Linked DNA regions of Zea mays: region 1 is linked to region 2. The links are chromatin contacts, called in public Hi-C maps. All regions are on one chromosome and are shown on one strand. The core of a region is the stretch at or near the end of the contact, and the rest is flanking DNA. Distances in the headings are between cores, read along the strand shown.

What was found. Hi-C and Micro-C count contacts between places; a contact is called where the count stands out from the background.
Region 1: a Hi-C map of tassel shows a contact between it and region 2, with 2.4 times the contacts expected there. The contact joins the enhancer-like site here to the promoter of LOC103643953 in region 2. A contact is called at or near these places in 2 of 25 Hi-C or Micro-C datasets (bundle sheath and tassel).

What each region holds. Positions count from the first base shown.
Region 1 is chr1:279,193,042-279,198,968 of Zm-B73-REFERENCE-NAM-5.0, forward strand. No RefSeq gene overlaps it. Among protein-coding and RNA genes, the nearest start is that of LOC103643958, 36 kb to the right of the region's middle. Within about 2 kb of position 4,605, at least 19 of the 20 cell types and tissues checked have an H3K27ac peak or open chromatin away from gene starts, as enhancers often do. A contact at or near this core is called in bundle sheath and tassel, where this site is marked.
Region 2 is chr1:278,568,673-278,574,494 of Zm-B73-REFERENCE-NAM-5.0, forward strand. LOC103643953 (pentatricopeptide repeat-containing protein At3g49730) reads left to right here and starts at 2,270. Exons shown (of 4, transcript XM_020546911.3): 1 at 2,270-4,346. The coding sequence starts at 2,345. The coding sequence ends at 4,132.

The DNA of each region.
Region 1 (5,927 bases), core at 3,355-5,854, 630 kb after region 2:
GCTTAGCTTTTGCACCCTTGGGGTACTAGGCTAGATAGAGTTGGGTCTTTTGGGGCTGTTGATGTAATCATGATGAACTCTTTTGGAAGCATGGTTGATGGATGATGTTAGTCTTAATTTGGGGAAGAAAAGTTTATGCCCTGTGAAATCCCTTATGTTTTTGCAAGAATCTATCACTTCGCCTTTTGACTCTTCTTCACGATTGAACCTTGAATCTTAAAAATGTGTTATTGAGAATATATGTGATTTTTCAGATGGCCGGGAGAGCGTGTCGCGGTCAGAATGAGCGCGTTCCTCCACCGCCGCCACCGCCTCCCACTCTGCAGGAGCTAATGGCTCAGCAGAATGAGATCTTGAGGCAGCTAGCTCAGCGTCAGCCACCACCTCAGCACTATGGTGGTCGAGATCATCAGCGTCACCCCGCGGCAGCTACCTACCAGGAGTTCCTCAATACCCATCCTCCATTATTCACCAGGGCAGAGGACCCACTTGATGCTGATGTATGGTTGAGAGTAGTGGAATCCAAATGCCCGCTACTCCATGGAGTTTTCTCAGAGGTCACTAAGGTCAGGTTCGCCACCCACCAGCTTCGCGGACCCGCAAGGACTTGGTGGGACCATTTTCTTGCTATGCAGCCAGATGACCGAGAGGTGGAATGGAGAGAGTTCAAGGCAGCTTTCAGGGGCACCATATACCAGCCGGAATTATGGACCGAAAGCTCAACGAGTTTCTGGCACTCACTCAGGGCAACAGGACAGTGTTGCAGTATGCTCAGGCTTTTAATGACCTGTGCCAGTATGCTAGATATCATGCAGACACAGACGAGAAGAAGAGAGACAGGTTCAGGAGGGGGCTCAGCACTAAGCTCCGTGACCATCTCAACACCGTCAGGGCCAACAGCTATAATGAGTTGGTCAACATGGCCATCTCCCAGGAGGACTGTATCACAGCTCGTCAGGCAGAAAAGAAAAGGAAGATCCCTGTGGCAGGACCTTCAGCTCAGCCACAACGTTTCAGGATTGTGTCTGACACCCAGAGCAGGGGACCTCAGCAACAGCAAGGGCGTTGGGTGATCCGACCACAGCAGCAGCAGCAGTAGGCACCCAACTGCACCCAGTTTCCAGCTCAGAGGAACAATCAACAGCAGCAGCAGTATCGCCAGGCAAATGACAACAGGTGTTTCACATGCGGCAACACCGGACATTATGCCAAGAATTGCCCCAGGAACCAGCAGAGACAGGAGCAGAATGTTAATCAGAATCAAGGCAAGAGACAGAAGGTGCAAGTGAGGCAGGGCAGGCTGAACTTCACCACCATGGCTGATATTCCAGAGGGAGCACCCATCATGACTGGTATCTTTACAGTTTTGAATTATCCTGCTATTATTCTTTTTGATTCTGGTGCATCGCATAGTTTTATCAGTGCCAAATTTAGTGCCAAGTGTCAGTTACCTTTTCACCACACCAATGGGGGTATCACAATTTCGACACCAGGAGGCAGGGTTGCCACCTATCAAGTCAACAGGCAAGTGCCTATAAAATTTGGTAGTCTTGTGATTAGAACCACCCTTCTCATCTTAGGATTGGATAGCGTGGATATTATATTAGGAACTGACTGGTTGGCCAGGCATCAGGCAGTATTGGATATTGCAGCGAGGGCCATTGAAATTCACTCCCCTGCTTATGGCGAGACTGTTTTATATTTGCCTGATCAAGGTTGTACCCGTTCTTGTGCTTTCGTTATGATAGAATCCCCAGTGGAAAAGATCCCAGTGGTTTGTGACTACCCAGATGTATTTCTGGATGAATTGCTAGGAATGCCACCTGACAGAGACATTGAGTTCGCCATTGAATTGCAGCCCGGGACTGCTCCTATCTCCAAGAGACCCTATAGGATGCCTCCCGCGGAATTGGCAGAATTGAAAAAGCAACTGCAGGAATTGTTGGACAAGGGGTTCCCCATCTCTCTATTTATTTATCGTTAGTTTTATTCCGCTGCACTCGAACAATGATGACTACTTTTGCAAAACTCCGATGGTGATGTAATAATTTAATACTCTTATATGCATGGTTTTATGCTTTATTGTATTTGCTCTGTGACTCACCATCGAGTGAGATTGTGGTACTTGATCCTGTCAGTGGCCTTGTCGGACTAGATTCGAGGGATTGACGGGTTATTCCCATTTAAGTGTGGTCTAGCCTCTAAGGTGGGACTTAGGCACTTAAGTTGGAATAATTCGGGCAGTTCCGCCACACGTTCCGCCACCCGGCCGGAGAATTTCCTCTCCGACAGATCCAATGATCATTTTGAATACCACTGTCTTTTTCTTTAGAGTCCTTTTCCCGTTTGCGAGGAATCTCCACAAGTTGGAGCCTCTCGCCCTTACAATATTGATCACAAGAGAAGCACAAGAGTAAGGTAGGGAAAGCAACATACAAGACTCAAATTGCAGCAAACACACGCACACAAGCCAAGACGTGAGCACAAAACACAGTGCAGGGAGTTCACAACTCAAATGGTGCTCAGATATCTAACACAGTGATTTAAATGCGTGGCGGCGGAGTCTAGGCGTCTTAGAATGATCCGAGAATGCTTGGTGTAGTGCTCCATGCGCCTAGGGGTCCCTTTTATAGCCCCAAGGCAGCTAGGAGCCGTTGGAGATCAAATAGGAAGGCAATTCTTGCCTTTTGTCGGGTGGTGCACCGAACGGTCGGTGCACCACCGGACATGAACAGTTCATGTCTGGTGCTCGATCTCCTTCCTTTTCTCGCGAAGCCGACCGTTGCGCCCTCGGCCCTCTTGGCGCACCGGACACTGTCCGGTGCGACCAAGTGATCGTTGGCCCAGGCCACGCGTCGCCCGCTGATTGCGCTGCCGACCGTTGGCTGTGGGCACTGTTGGCTCACCGGACAGTCTGGTGCATACCGGACAGTCCGGTGAAATATAGCCGTGGCGCCTTTGCTTTTTTCCCGAGAGCGACGAGTTCGTCGCCGGGCCAGCCTGGGCACCGAACATTATCCGGTGCACCAAAGGCTGGTGTTGGTTTTGCTGAACTTAGCCAAAACTTCTCCTTGATTATTGATTTTGTGCTTCTCAACCACTTAGCACATATTAACTTAAAACCATGTGTTGGACATCTAATTACCAAAACATTTATAGAAATGGCCCAAGGGCACATTTCCCTTTTAGTAACATCGACGTCAATAATGATGATGCTAAGGTAAGGGTCTATTTTCTGAATTGAAACTGAAAAGGCATATTTATGAGAAACTTTTGTAAAAAAGCTAAAACACCAAAAAGACGACCACCTTGCCTCTACTCGTAGCAATACATACAATAAATCAAATAATGAATATGCTAACATTACACCAAAGCATATGAACAAACTGTGTAAGAATATTCTATGCATCGCTACGAGATCGTAGGTTCGAGAACCACAAAATTCGGAGTTAAAACACCAAAGTTATGAATTTTCTGAGTTTCTAAGTATTTCATTATTAATTTTACAATTAAAAACGTTTTCCAGATATTTTCCATAAATTTCCTAATTTATTTTATTTGTTTTTCTATGAAGAAGGACAACGAGTGCTAAATCCTAGGAACTCGAGGCTTTCTCTGCAAATTGTTAGGACTTAGATTCAATAATCTAATACTACACTGAACTGTGGATTATTCTAAAAATAGATCAGGGACTCTTTCGTAAGTGTATGCGGTCGAAGGGGTATAGGTATATCAGCGTCATTCGATCTGAATCGACAACATCGATTAAACGTTTCTCAGCTTGAACCGGTACGCGATGACCGCCCTAGGATCGAGGATGAACAACCACGATTTAATGAAGTGGGATTCGATCAGAACCACCCGATCTGATCCAGTGACCCGGATTGAAACGTGCGAAGGGTGATTCTACGTCTAATAACAGTCACATGTGCTCGGATCAACACTCCACACAGCTCCCACGCTTCGGGGCTGTGGTGCCCGATTCCCAAAGTCAACTAGGTGATAAATGATGCAGGTGCTAAGGCGAAATCGATATGGGTGCTCTTACCGAGGATTACATCGCGTCGTCCTCCGCCCATCGAGAAGTGCGTTCCGCAGTGGCGCTCCCGTCACCGGCGACGAATTGCCATGGCTCTGTGGTCCCGCACACTCCACTGCTTCCCCGAGCACGCACCATACACCTGACAGAACGCCTTCAGTCACATTGGGGATTCTGGATGGTGGCGGAGGCGAATGATGTCGACGACGGCTATCCTTCTCCCTTTCTCCCTCTCTGATCCTCACCGAAGGTGCTCTCCAATTGGGTCGTCGCGATGGTTCGATTTGATGGATGAGGAGGTGGTTCAGGGCTTATATATACACCCTGCGAGGCGAATCGGATAATAACCAGCCGATCACAACCGGCCGCGCGGATCCTGGGTTTGCTGTAATCGCCCAGCGATGGACTTCGATGAGGATGACGTACCTGGCGCGCTGGTCCCTCATGTAAGCGAAGCAAGGACGCGATCGTAGTCTCCCATCGCGTGTCGCTGGCTAAGTAGGCTCACGAGTCAAGCATGCACGATAGGAGAGGATTACGATCCAGCCCTAGCTATCGGTGCACGGGAGAGAGTGGTCGGCAGGGCTGAGGGACTAGCGGGTGGGGTCCACGCCCACCACCGGTAGCTGAGCTGGGTTGAATGGGCCACGCAGGAAGTTGGGTAGTTGGACCAAGAGAGGGAAATTCGGTCCAGAGGCACATTTCTTCCTTCTTTTTCTATTTTATTTTCTATTTTCAGATTTCATTATCTTATTTTTAACTCAAATTTGCTTTTGAATTTCAAACTTTTAAAATCTAATGCACGGACAATAATAAAACTCCAGCATGCATAGTCTTTTATTATTCTTTTAAGTCAATGCTTCAACTACGCAATGTACACAAAATTTATATTTAAAGAAAATATAGTCTAGTTAAAAGTGTGTTCAAAATTCAATAATTTATCACTTATTTGTGTTAAAGGTAAATAAAATCTTTAATAAGAGATCGTTTAACTTATTTCTTTTAAAGATTATGTTTAAATATATAATTTAACAAGGATACAAAGGATCTTTTCATTTGACTTTTTATTATAAAATATATTTATTTTAGGGGATACAACTTTAAGGGTAAGAAACGTTTCATTAAAAGGTATTCTAACTCCAAACCTTTGGAGAATTTTACCAAATTTCCAAGTTAAGTTTTTGAGGTGTTACAATGAGAAAAACAGTGGTGTCGTAGAAACATAAGTATCAATAGATGATGCTCAAATGGACAGCGATGTTTCACTGGCTACACCAATCTATTGATGGTGGACTCGCAGGCAAATGCCTGCCAGGCAACTCATCCTGGCCCCAGGCGTAGGAAATCCAACGCTTGGTGCCTGGGCCAGGCAACTTTTTGTGGCCACCATCCAAACAAGCCCTCAATTTCCTTTTCAACTTGTAGAATTTGTTTAAATATTGATTTTTTTTCTTTTTCAACTTTTCCTTTGCCTTTGCAGGGACCTAAAAACATTGATGATATGACCATTTGATACTTCCTCTAGAAGCCCAATTGTTGCTACATGGGAAGGCTATTTTGTTATTTTGGGGTGAACGTGGTTTACACTTGGTCACTTGCTAAAATTATTTGGTTAAACTGTGCAAATTGATGTCTGTGATATTGGCCGTTTACTGAGGTTATTTTGGTTGTTTGGAGCATGAACGCTATACAAAATATTTAAGGCCCTATTTGGATGCTTAGAATTGAATTTCATTCTAATAATCCTAATTTAGACACACATCAATTAAGAAAATACGGTTTTATACGGAATATATTTGTGTACTATTGTTAACCATATAGAGAAGATATGTATATGCTACATTTCTACTATAGGAGAGCGACCCTAAGAATGACATAACCTTACTTC
Region 2 (5,822 bases), core at 1,020-3,519:
GTGAATAAGTATTTATTTGTCGTTCTTATTTTCTCACTAATGTATCTCATTGTATAGACCTATCACTATCACTATGACGGATTGAAACAATATCATGATGCTTCCAACATGCCTGAGTACTATCACTATGACTCGAGCTGAACATGTGAGTATTGTGAAATAAGCTGACCTATATGTTGTTGCCTTATTGGAGAGCTGTAAAAGAACTTGTATTTGAGTATTGCGAAGTTCGTTGTTTGTTTGTTGCATGAGAACTGGAGTTTGAAAGAAAGATTTATCACTTTGCTTTTAAGAAAGCACATAAGGAACACAAACAACATTTAGGTTCATACAAGTTCAGATAAGACCCACATAGGCAAGTAAAAAACCAACATCCAAACGAGAGTAACCTTATTGTACGCAAACAACAATTAAACACCCAATCACTACTAACTCAGACAACACACTAGATCAGCTCCCAGAAGCCCCACCTCCTAGCTCTAGCTAACTGCCCCAGGCCAGGATGAGACCGACTCTGTCCATCAGAGAAATGCAATATCCGAATGATTCCTAGGGGCGGGCAGTACTCATGGATACAACCCTTCATCAACTCCATGGTGTTCTTCATCTTGCTGGAATCCTCCTTCTTGATCAGCCATTCCCACTTCTGCATGAAAGAAATCGCATCATACATGATCATAGTAGCATTGCTTGGAAACTTTTTTCGATTGACATCTTGTTCAGTTACGCCATAAGGCCCAGACTATGCTTGCAAACAGAAAAAGATGAAGGGATTGAGGGATATGTGACTTCATCACATCATCGATAGAGAAAATATCTTCTACCAATCTAGGAGTCCGTCTCCAGTTCAAAATAATGTGAATACAGTTCCAAACATAATTCGCCAACGGGCAAAAGAAAAAAAATGTGGTCAATAGTCTCCGGTTCCCAGCAAAGGGCACATGCACCACTACTTTTCCAACCCTTTTTTTAATTCATGGGTCGCTTGCATTTTTCTGTTGTAAAGTAGCCACAAGAACACCCTGATCTTAAGAGGAACTTTGCATTTCCAGATGATGTTATAAATATTATTCCTGACCCCCCATCAAACATAAACCTGTACAACGACCTAGTAGAGAACATATTAGAGTTCTCTAAGGTCCAGATCACTGTATCTCTCCCATGTGAAATCCCATGATCCTGCATTTCAGATTTAAGAATCTTCCGTTCGCTGAAATCCTTATTAGAAAGTGGTCTCTCAAATTCCAACCAACCATTATCTCCATCGAAGCAATCAACTACAAGGACATCTTCATCCTTGCAAATTTCATATAGATTTGGATATTTGATACTTAGAGGTACCTCTCCCATCCAAGTATCCTTCCAAAACAGAGTGCCTTCTCCGTTTCGGACAATGTTCACTACCCCCATTGGAACAAATGTTTAACTTTGGGAAATTTGGATCCATACCATTAAAAGATCACCACTTTGGATCCATACCATTACTATCTCACTTACATGTGGGTCCACATGAGTCAATGACATGTGGGGTCCATGGTATATATCTAAAGTTTGGATCTTTTAATGGTATAGATCCAATTGTTCCTTAACTTTATGTAATCCTTGCCAAATCTGAGAAGCCCCCCTTGGTTTTAGATTTAAAGAAGTTGATCCCTGTCATATACTTAGCTTTAATGATTTTGTACCACATATCCTCCTATCCCTAAACAATCCTTTAAATCCATTTAACCAATAAGCATTCATTCATTAGCCTAGTATTTATGATACCAAGACCCTCTTGTCTTTAGGTCTAGTAACCATGTCCCATTTCGCCATGTGAGAATTGGAGTTTGTGGTTGTATAATATGTTTGTTGTATATTATTTTCGTGAACATATGTCGTGTGGATCAATTAATATTTAATGTGCAATGTGAATTGAGCAAATTACAAATAAATTTTGTTAAAAAATTTCTTTTCCTGTAAAAAAACAGTAAAACAGTACATTTTCTTGGAAAACCATCGATTTATGATGATTTACCGCTGGTTTTTCATCTATAAAACCTACCAAATTTAGGGCCTGTTTGGTTTGTGACTAAATGTGCCACACTTTGCCTAAGGTTAGTCGTTCGAATTGAATAACTAACTTTAGACAGAAAAGTTAGATAAAATATGACAACGAGGTAGTGAACCAAATAGGCCCTTAGTTTTGTTTAGACTGGACAAATCGGTTAGGCGGATTTTTAGGGGCAAACGGTCTGCTGTCGATACAACAGTTTTCGTTGGGTGCATTTCGCTTTCGCATCGCCCGCATGTGCATCTCGTCCGCCACGGGCCACAGCCGGCCTCACTCCGCAAGTCCGCGACCATGCGGTGCACCCTCTCCGCCCCTCTCCGGCGCTGTCTCTCCTCCACCGGCGCCGCCGATCCTAGCCTAGTCTCTTCAGCTGAGCATGCGTACCGGCTCCTCCGCCGCCACCACTCCGACCCGCAGAGGCTCTCCGCCGCGCTGTCCGCGTCGGGTCTCGACGCCTCCTCGCCGCACCTCCTCGACGCCGTCCTCCGCCGCTGTGGCGCTGCCTCCTCCCTCGCGCTGCACTTCTTCCACTGGTGCTCCCCGTCGCTGCCCTCGCCGCTCCCGTCCTCCCTAGCGCTCCTCGCCAAGTCCTTCTCCCGCGCCTCCTCCGCGCCGTCCCCGTCCCTACTCGCGCCGCTCCCCTCTCAACTCCTTGGCCCCTCCCTCCTCTGCCCCGTCCTGCGCCGCCTCCCGCAACCGCGCCTCCTGCCGTTCGCGCTCTCACTACTCTCCGCCCGCCCCGACCACGACCAGCCCGCCCTCTTTCTTTCCCTCCTCGAGTCCCTCTCCAAGGCCGGCCACGTCCTCACCGCCGAGCAGCTTGTCGAGGAGCTCCAGCCCCGGCTCCCGCTTTCGCTCCGCCACTATACGGCCTTGCTCTACGGATGGTGCCGTCAGGGCAAGCTCGACGAGGCCAAGCACGTGCTCGCTCGCATGAAGGCTGCGGATGTTGCCCTTGACGTCGTCGTATTTAACACCCTGCTCGCTGGCTTCGTCGCGGAAGGGAGATTCGAGGACGCGTTCGAGCTGGCGGGGCAGATGGAGCAGCGTGGCTGTCCACCGAACGCGGTGTCGTACACCACCCTGATTCAGGGGCTTGGCGCGAGGGGGAGAGTTGATGAGGCCATGCGCGTGTTTGTGGAAATGCGAAGGAAGGGGTGCGCGCCCGATGCTGTCACGTACGGCACCCTGGTTAACACGTTTTGCAAGGCTGGCAAGATATCCCAGGGGTACGAGTTCTTGGATGCTATGTCGAGGGATGGCCTGCGGGTGGACGCTGCCGTGTACCATGGTTTCTTTGTAGCACACGAGAAGAAGGAGCAGCTTGAGGAGTGCTTGGAGCTGATGGAGAGGATGCGGGAGTGCCGGTGTCCACCAGATCTCAAGATATACAATGTGGTGATTCGGTTGGCCTGCAGGCTTGGGGAGACCAAGCAAGCCATGACATTGTGGAATGAGATGGAAAGTGCTGGGCTCAGTCCTGTGGTCGATACATTTGCTATCGTGGTGAGTGGCCTTGTTGGGCAGGGTTTGCTGATTGAGGCATGTAGTTATTTTAAAGACATGGTTGGGAGGGGGCTCTTTGTGGTACCGCAATATGGGGTGCTGAAGGACCTCCTCAATGCGTTGGTCAGAGATGAGAAACTTGAGCTTGCAAAGGATGTTTGGAAATGTATTGTGAGCAAAGGCTGTGAGCTCAATGTGAGTGCATGGACTATCTGGATTCATGCACTGTTTGCGAAGAAACATGTCAAGGAGGCCTGCCTGTATTGCTTAGACATGCTAGAGGCAGGACTGATGCCACAGCCTGACACATTTGCAAAGTTGATGAAGGGGCTGAAGAAGTTGTACAACCGTCAGATTGCTGCTGAGATTACTGAGAAGGTTAGGAAGATGGCGGAGGAGAGACATGTTAGCTTTAAGATGTATAAGAGACGTGGGGTGAGGGATCTTGAAGAGAAACTCAAGGCAAAGAGGAGAGGACAGAAAAAGAGGCATCTGCGGCAGCCTGGTCATGGTCAGTCTAGTAGGGATGCTGGCAATTTGGATGCTTCTGATGAAGTAGAATTTTCCGGCTAATTGAAATAGAATTCATTGGGGGCAATGCATCTCTGTTCATTTGAATTGTTTTGGGGAGTGATAGACTTACTAAACAATAAAGGAGTGCTGGTGATCATGCCTTGCCATCATAATATTATTCTTATGCTAAAGATGTATTGGGTTTCAGGCAAGAGCCAAGTGGTACATCGATTACATGTGAAGTTGTGTGCCAAGAGTTACTGACCATGAGGAGGTAACTATTTTCATCCTACCTACACTGTGCAAATTAGAACTTCATTCAGGTGTTTATTGCTGTTTTTGTAGGTAGAAGAATATGACGGGTGATTTATTTGATCTGCACTTAGGCCTTGTTTGGCTGTACCTCAATCCACTCCAATCCACGTGTATTGGGGTGGATTAAGGGGCCGTTCGGTTACTGCAGAATGAAGTCCTGGAACAATTCCTATCCGAATTGTTTCTCTCATTTATATAAATTTTGATTAGCTGGAATAATTCCTGGTGTATTCCTATGCAAACAGGGCCTAAGGGTTTGTCTAGCTACACTGCAATCCATCTCAATCCACATGTGGATTGGGGTGAATTGCAACGTAACCAAATAAGGGCCAAGGTGGAAGCAATGTTTCAGATTATTATCTTTTTTTACTCCTGAAAGCAGTGGGTTTTGAAACCCGTTTTTTTCTTCGAAATGAGGGAAACAGAGATAATCATGTATACGTAAGTTTGGTGCTGGTGCAACCAGTTGGGCCAAAATTTGTAGCTGATGAAGCTTCGTTGTTACTTTTCTTTGACTTGCTTATCTCTTCACTCTTCCATCCGTCCAAGAATTTTTACGAGCCAATCACAGGTGCACACCACTATTGGTGAATACACCAAAAAGAGGGATAAAAGAGGAGAGGGAGGGATTAAATGAGTGACCAAGTGTCCACTTGACCCCTTTTTATAGGGGCTCTGTTTGTTTTCTTTTAAGATTATATAATCGAGCTCATAGATTATATAAGCACCTGATATTCTACTTATGGATTACATAATCTAGGTATCTAGATTACATAATCTATTTAATAATCTGTGTTGTTTGTTTGTCTCTTAACTTATTTAAGCTGGATTATATAATTTAGAGGATAAACAAACGGGACCATAGAAGGGAATTTTGTAGCTGATGAAGCTTCATTGTTACTTCGCGCTTTTACTTGCTTATCCCTTCACTCTTTCTTCCGTCCCTCCAAGAATTTTTATGAGCCAATCACAGGTGCGCACCAATGTTGGTGAGTACGAGAAAATTTTATATTTGGGACTTCAAACAAAAAGATTCATAGTTTTGCCATCTGAATCGTTCGCTTTGCAAAAACAAGATTCATAACATCTTCCAATTGATTTCAATATCATTTCATGTATTTTCTTCTTTTTCCTATTTTTTCAAGTATTTGGAGACCTTGCCCTTAAGTATTTCTACGTTCCAATGGAGCTCGACTGTCGCCTGCTCCCGTGCTCGCCCCGGCCGCCGCCGCCGCATGCGATCCCGCGCTGGCAATGTCAGCCGCCAATCCTTGTGAATTTTTGGTCGTTTGCTCCAATCTTGTGGATTCTGGTCGCTGGTTCCAATCCTAAACTTGCAAAGGTCCACATACCCTGGCCCTGCTATGTAGGAGTCTGCTACGGCGCATGAGCGCGGTCTGAAGTGACGGCTTCGGCCTTATCCGTCTTTGGCGAT